2 separate regions of the Delphinus delphis genome follow, and region 1 is linked to region 2. Evidence: chromatin contacts called from public Hi-C data. All regions are on one chromosome and are shown on one strand. The core of a region is the stretch at or near the end of the contact, and the rest is flanking DNA. Distances in the headings are between cores, read along the strand shown. Region 1 holds the start of MCRS1 (microspherule protein 1). Region 2 holds the start of DNAJC22 (DnaJ heat shock protein family (Hsp40) member C22).

Region 1 (2,700 bases), core at 57-2,556, 190 kb before region 2:
CCTGTTCCAGCCACACTAATCTCCTTCCTCCTCCTCAAACTCACCAAGCTCTTTTCTGCTTTGGAGTTATGCTGTCCCCTCTGACTAGGTCATCTTAGCCCAGCTCTTTGCCTAACTGGTCCCTTATCAGCTGTCAAATCTCAATTCAATTGTCACCTCCTTAGAGACCTCCCTGATAACTCTCACCTAGTATAGCTACTATGCTATATCTAGTATAGTCCATCACACCTTGTATCAGAAAACACAATCTTTCAGGGGAAATAAAATAGGTTAATACTCATTAAGCAAGATCACAAATGAACACGGGACTCTTGAAGCAGAAGGCTATCATACACTGTCAGGGCCAGAAGCGCTAGCCTCCCATCTGACACTTGAATCGCCTGGCAATGTCCAGGTGATGTGTGCTTGACACCTCCACTGAGGGGACCACCCTAGCTGCTGGACAGCTTTGGAATTGTATCTTTCTTATTCTGAGCCGCAGTATGTTTCTCTAAGGCTATTACCCTTTTGTGCCCCTCCAAGGAAGCATAAAACAAATAGAAACCCTCTTTTAGAGGACAGTCTTTCTGGTTTCTCAAGACAGCTCTCACACCCCCAAACTCCCAACTTTTCCTGTAGTTTTGTCCTCCCATCTCCAGGGCACTCTCCTCTGAAGGTGCATCCTTGGGTCGTCTTACCTCCCGGGGGCCCACAGCTGCCTCCAGGAATCCAGGTGGGGTCGGGCTGATGGGAAGGGCACTCCTTCTCCCAGGGCCTCTACCTTCTAGAACCGCGGCCTACAACCCTCCCTCCGTTCCTTAGACATCAACCTCCCTGCCCCTTCTATATGTCACATCTCTCCGGCTAGAGGGAGCTCAACATCATCTCCCCGTGTTGTGCCTAGCACAGGGCCTGCCACAGAGTAGTTTCTCTAAAACCTTTGGTGGAATCAAACAATCCATAATTGGTCCTGAGAAACTATCAAGGAGTCCTAGATGTCTCAGGAGGCCGCAAGATTCGGAAGCCGAAATCTAGTCGGCCGCCCGGCCCCACCCTCGGGCCAGCCCCTTCCAGCGTTGCCTCATCTCGCTACTCAGGCTATCCTGCCCCAAGTCTCGCCTTTCCCTTTAATCACTTTCTCCAACCTGGATTCTATAATCCCTGACGCCTCCCTATATGTTGTCCCAATTGGGAAAGCCTTTAATTTTGGCTGTTAACAAAACAGCCACACCTTCGCTACCACGGCCACGGCCACGCCCCCTTACCCAAGTTACCGGGGTGAACCGGAAGGGGTTGCGCAGCCCTTAGTTCGTAGACCCGGAAGTAGACGGGCCTCACGGAAGCCGGCTTTGGCCCTGCGGCTGCTGCCGTCGCCGCGGAGAAATTGTTGGAGCTGGCAGCCTAGGAATGGTGAGACCTCGCGGTTCGCCTCTGAGTGTTCTGAGCAGAGTTGGGGATGAAATGGGGTTCTCCAGAGTGCCGCTGGGGACGACACCCCGCCAGGTTTGGGGCCCCGCCCCGGGAGCGCCCCGATAATCTGCGCATGCGTGGGCCGGACCGGGCCAGAATCTGGTCCTAGAAGTTACGCATGCGCAAAGGTGGCATGCCGAAGGTGGGGTGAGAATTGGTCTGGGAGTCACCCTTTCCCCGCCACCGGCCCGTGGGGCTTAAACCAAGGCTGCGAGGGCATCGGGGTTCACTCGGTGCTTTGCTTTTGCGTTGCAGGGCTGACTTCGTCACCACTCCTATCCCGAGCCCGTGAAACAGACCTGGACTAATCCCCTACTGTGGGTGTGCCCTTGGGGGGAGAACGAGGGGTGGAGGGCCGGAGAAGGCAGGCGGCGCTGACCCTGCCCCAGTCTACCCGCGGAATCGGGCCCTTCACCCTCTCCCCAGGTGGCAAGATTCCCAGCCGTATCAAATGGTACGGCGCGAGGAGCGCACCTGGGGGCAGGGCTAGAACGCTGCGCGGAGAGACGCCCTGGTCAGAAGGGGCGGGACTCTCCGAAGCGGCGCGCTCCGCAGAGTCCCTACTACCTGAGTTCTCCGGGCTTAGGCGAGGGCCCCCCCCAGGGTGGTTGATATTTGCTCAGTTCCCAAGCCGCGTTTTTTAGCTTCCACGAGGTACCACCCATTAAATCTTCAGCCAGAGCTTCAGATGAAAAAAGTGAGATGGACTGGTGGGAGTTCAATCTCCGTTTCCTTTTCCCTGCTTTGGGCTGGGAGGGGAGCTGAATGGGCAGCTGACAAAAAGTGAGCCAAGAATCCCTTGTTTCTTGCTAGTTTATAGTCAAGGCCCTTAACCTAGGGGCTATGAGTAGAATTAGAGTGGTTTGTGAACCACTCTAATGTGTACATTTTTCTAGGGTCCATAGCTTTTATCACTGTCTCAGAGATGTCGGTGACCTTCGAAAGACTACTGGTTTATCAGGGTCATATTGGCAGAATATATTGTGTCTCTTCTCCTGGTGTTTTCCCTAGCTTATGGGATCCTGGGGACCTGTTCCAGTATAAGGAGGTGAAGCTGGCCAGTTCGAAACCTGAGCCTCAGGGAGCCTCATTTCTCCTTTGCAGAATCTCTTCTCAGCCTCTAAGCTCACCTGGTCAGAATCCTTGGATGAACCTGTGGGACCCTTCCTTCTAGCCCTGTGGTTTGGAACCAGTGGCTTTGGGACTGTGAGAGGATGGACAAAGGTAGTATGAGGCCGGGCCAGCTCCCCA
Region 2 (2,700 bases), core at 117-2,616:
GCCCAAAGAAGCCAGGACACCCTTCTGGGGGCTGACCCAGCAGACATGAAATCAGGACTTCCACATTACGGGTACCTGCTCCAATAAGGCTTAGCCTAGGGCTTCCCTGGTGGCACAGTGGTTAAGAATCCGCCTGCCAATGCAGGGGACACGGGTTCGAGCACTGGTCTGGGAAGATCCCACATGCCACGGAGCAACTAAGCCCGGGCGCCACAACTACTGAGCCTGCACTCTAGAGCCCATGAGCCACAACTACTGAGCCTACAAGCCTAGAGCCCATGCTCCGCAGCAAGAGAAGCCACTGCAATGAGGAGCCCGCGCACCGCAACGAAGCGTAGCCCCCGCTCACCGCAACTAAAGAAAGCCCGCGCACAGCAACGAAGACCCAAGGCAGCCAAAAGTAAATAAATAAATTTATATTTTCAAAAAAGGCTTAGCCTCACTTCCGGAGCCATTCCAGACAGGAACGAGAGGGAAGAAAACTTACCTGGTAAGCCAACTGACGCTTCTAATCCTGAAAACTGTGAACAAACTCATAGAGCTTTTACCACTCTTGGAAGTAGCCGCTGCTGAAGCCATGGTCTCCCACCAGCAGCTTCTAGACCCAGTAAGGCAGAAGGAGGACAGACTCCATCAGGTGCCCACGGAGGGGGAAGAAGCTGAACCAACTGAAGAAGGAGCCAAGGGTCTCTGCCACATAGCTAAGGGCGGCAGCCGTGTTGCAGAGGGCACTGTATGCTAGCGGGCATGTGAAAGCAAGGTAAGCCAGGCCCAGGCAGTAGAGCCGCACACTGAGCATCTCTGAGCCAACTGAAGCTTTGTAGAGGCGATGCTTCTGGGCTGTGATGCCAGCAGCCAAGCTGGTGGGCAGGATGGCTATGGGGTGGCCATAGAAAATAGGGGAAGTACGAAACGCTGCTCCTAGAGTGTTCTTAAAGTCTGAGGTCTGGTTACCAACAGCAGCCATCAGCAAAACCCCTAAGCCAGCTGCCAGTGGGAGGCCCACAATATAGAAGCTGCCCATGAAGGAGAGGCTAATGAGAGCCACAAGGCCAAAATAAATGCCCACTATCACCTGGGCAGCAAAGTGAATGGGACTCAAAGGGTGTGTCCCCCCTCCTGAACTCTGCCTCTGCCGCTGGGGTCTGTTGGCCTGAGCAACAAAGCTCGGGAGCTTCCAGAATTCCCAGAGCCAGCCTAGGCCATCCCTCCCCCCCCTCCGCCCCCCAGGGGCATCCAGAGCTGTGCGTGGCTGTCCCACCCAAGGTACAGGTGATGGAGCCCAGCAAGGCCCCCTACAGCCCAGAGGGCATAGGTCCTCAGGAGCCCCTTGGCCATCCTCTAGGAGAAGGGTCTCAGAACAAGTCCAGTGGTACCTGCCATTGCTCAGAATGCCAAAATCTGGGATCATCTGTGAGAATCATGGCAGTCACGGGTCCAGAGTTATCCTTAGACCCTAAGGCATGGAAAAAAGCAGTCATAAGATTATATCCAGGTCCCCACACAGTAACCATCTCTCCTTCCAATATTAGTCAAGTCCAGATCTTCCTGAGTGTCCCTGAAATTGTGGTTCTCCCATACCCTTAGGTCTAGCACCTCATCTCTGTGTTTTACAACCACAGTGACTCCAAATTTAGGGGAGAAGAACGTTTGAAATGCTTTCAGTTGAGTAACTGAGAACTCAGCACACGGACAATAAAAAGCAGGAGCTTAAATTTCAGACCTTCCCTCAGACCACTGACCTCCTGGTCAGTGGGGTGCGGGGGCCGAGGTGGAATGAATCGGAGTGAATACAATGTTCCCGAAAGTTCCTACACATTTTAAAAGTCCCCTGCCACACAGCCCGCTCCACCCGGCCCCAGCTCCGCCTGTGGCTGCCCTCACACACTTGGCGGAGATTTTAGCCCCTCTCCAGCCTCCCATCTCTCCAGACCAGGACATCCTCCCACAAGTCAACCTTGAAAGAAGTCCTGAGTTCCCTCCAGCTCTGAAAAACTACATTTTGACCTAGACCCTGGCACCCCGCAATTCAACCACCTCCTTCCAGGGCAAACTTGTAAAGTCTCTCCACAGCGGCCCGATGAATCCCCAGGATATCAAACCAGACGTAAAGTGCCCCTGCTAGTCTCTTCCCTCTACGCAGAGCGGGCCTCCTGACCACCAGCCAGCACCCGCTAGTCCCAGAGTGAGCAGCGGTACCTGGGCACCTCGGCTCCCAGACCCCATCAGATCAGTCATCTCCTCTGACCACAGAGTCAAAATGGCCCCTCTCTTTCCGCTCCCACTTCCATCCAAATGGACTTTGTCTTTCTGTGTTTGCTGTGTCACGGAAGTCGGGCCGTCCTGGCCAGGCCCCTCCCCAAGGCCCTCCCTGGCCCCTAAGGGATCACCTTTCAGGCTGGGGCTCCTCTCGCCCGCCCGCTCGGGTAAACTCGGTTTAAGGTGTTCCCGGCGTATTCCGCCTTCCCAGGCTCACCCCGACTGGCGCAGGGCCCACTCCAGGCCGAGAGCGCCTACACAGCGACACCACGACCGCCAGGTGGCGCTGCCGCTCGCGGACGGGAGGTGCCGGGCGGGTCCCCAGACTCACCTTGTCCAGATGCCCGGGCAAAGCAGCCCAGGGCGGTCCCCTATAAAAGCAAAAACAAGCCCTTGATCTCCCCTTTCCACCCCCGCAAATGGGAGGGTGGCTCCTCCCTC

The links. A called contact is a pair of places that touch in the nucleus more often than the background predicts.
Region 1: a Hi-C map of lung shows a contact between it and region 2, with 2.9 times the contacts expected there. The contact joins the promoter of MCRS1 here to the promoter of DNAJC22 in region 2. A contact is called at or near these places in 2 of 3 Hi-C or Micro-C datasets (lung and muscle).

What each region holds. Positions count from the first base shown.
Region 1 is chr11:39,449,616-39,452,315 of mDelDel1.2, reverse strand. It overlaps MCRS1 (microspherule protein 1), which reads left to right and starts at 1,306. Exons shown (of 15, transcript XM_060024724.1): 1 at 1,306-1,389; 2 at 2,554-2,673. The coding sequence starts at 2,664.
Region 2 is chr11:39,261,481-39,264,180 of mDelDel1.2, reverse strand. It overlaps DNAJC22 (DnaJ heat shock protein family (Hsp40) member C22), which reads right to left and starts at 1,366. Exons shown (of 4, transcript XM_060024717.1): 1 at 1,216-1,366; 2 at 488-1,213. The coding sequence starts at 1,338.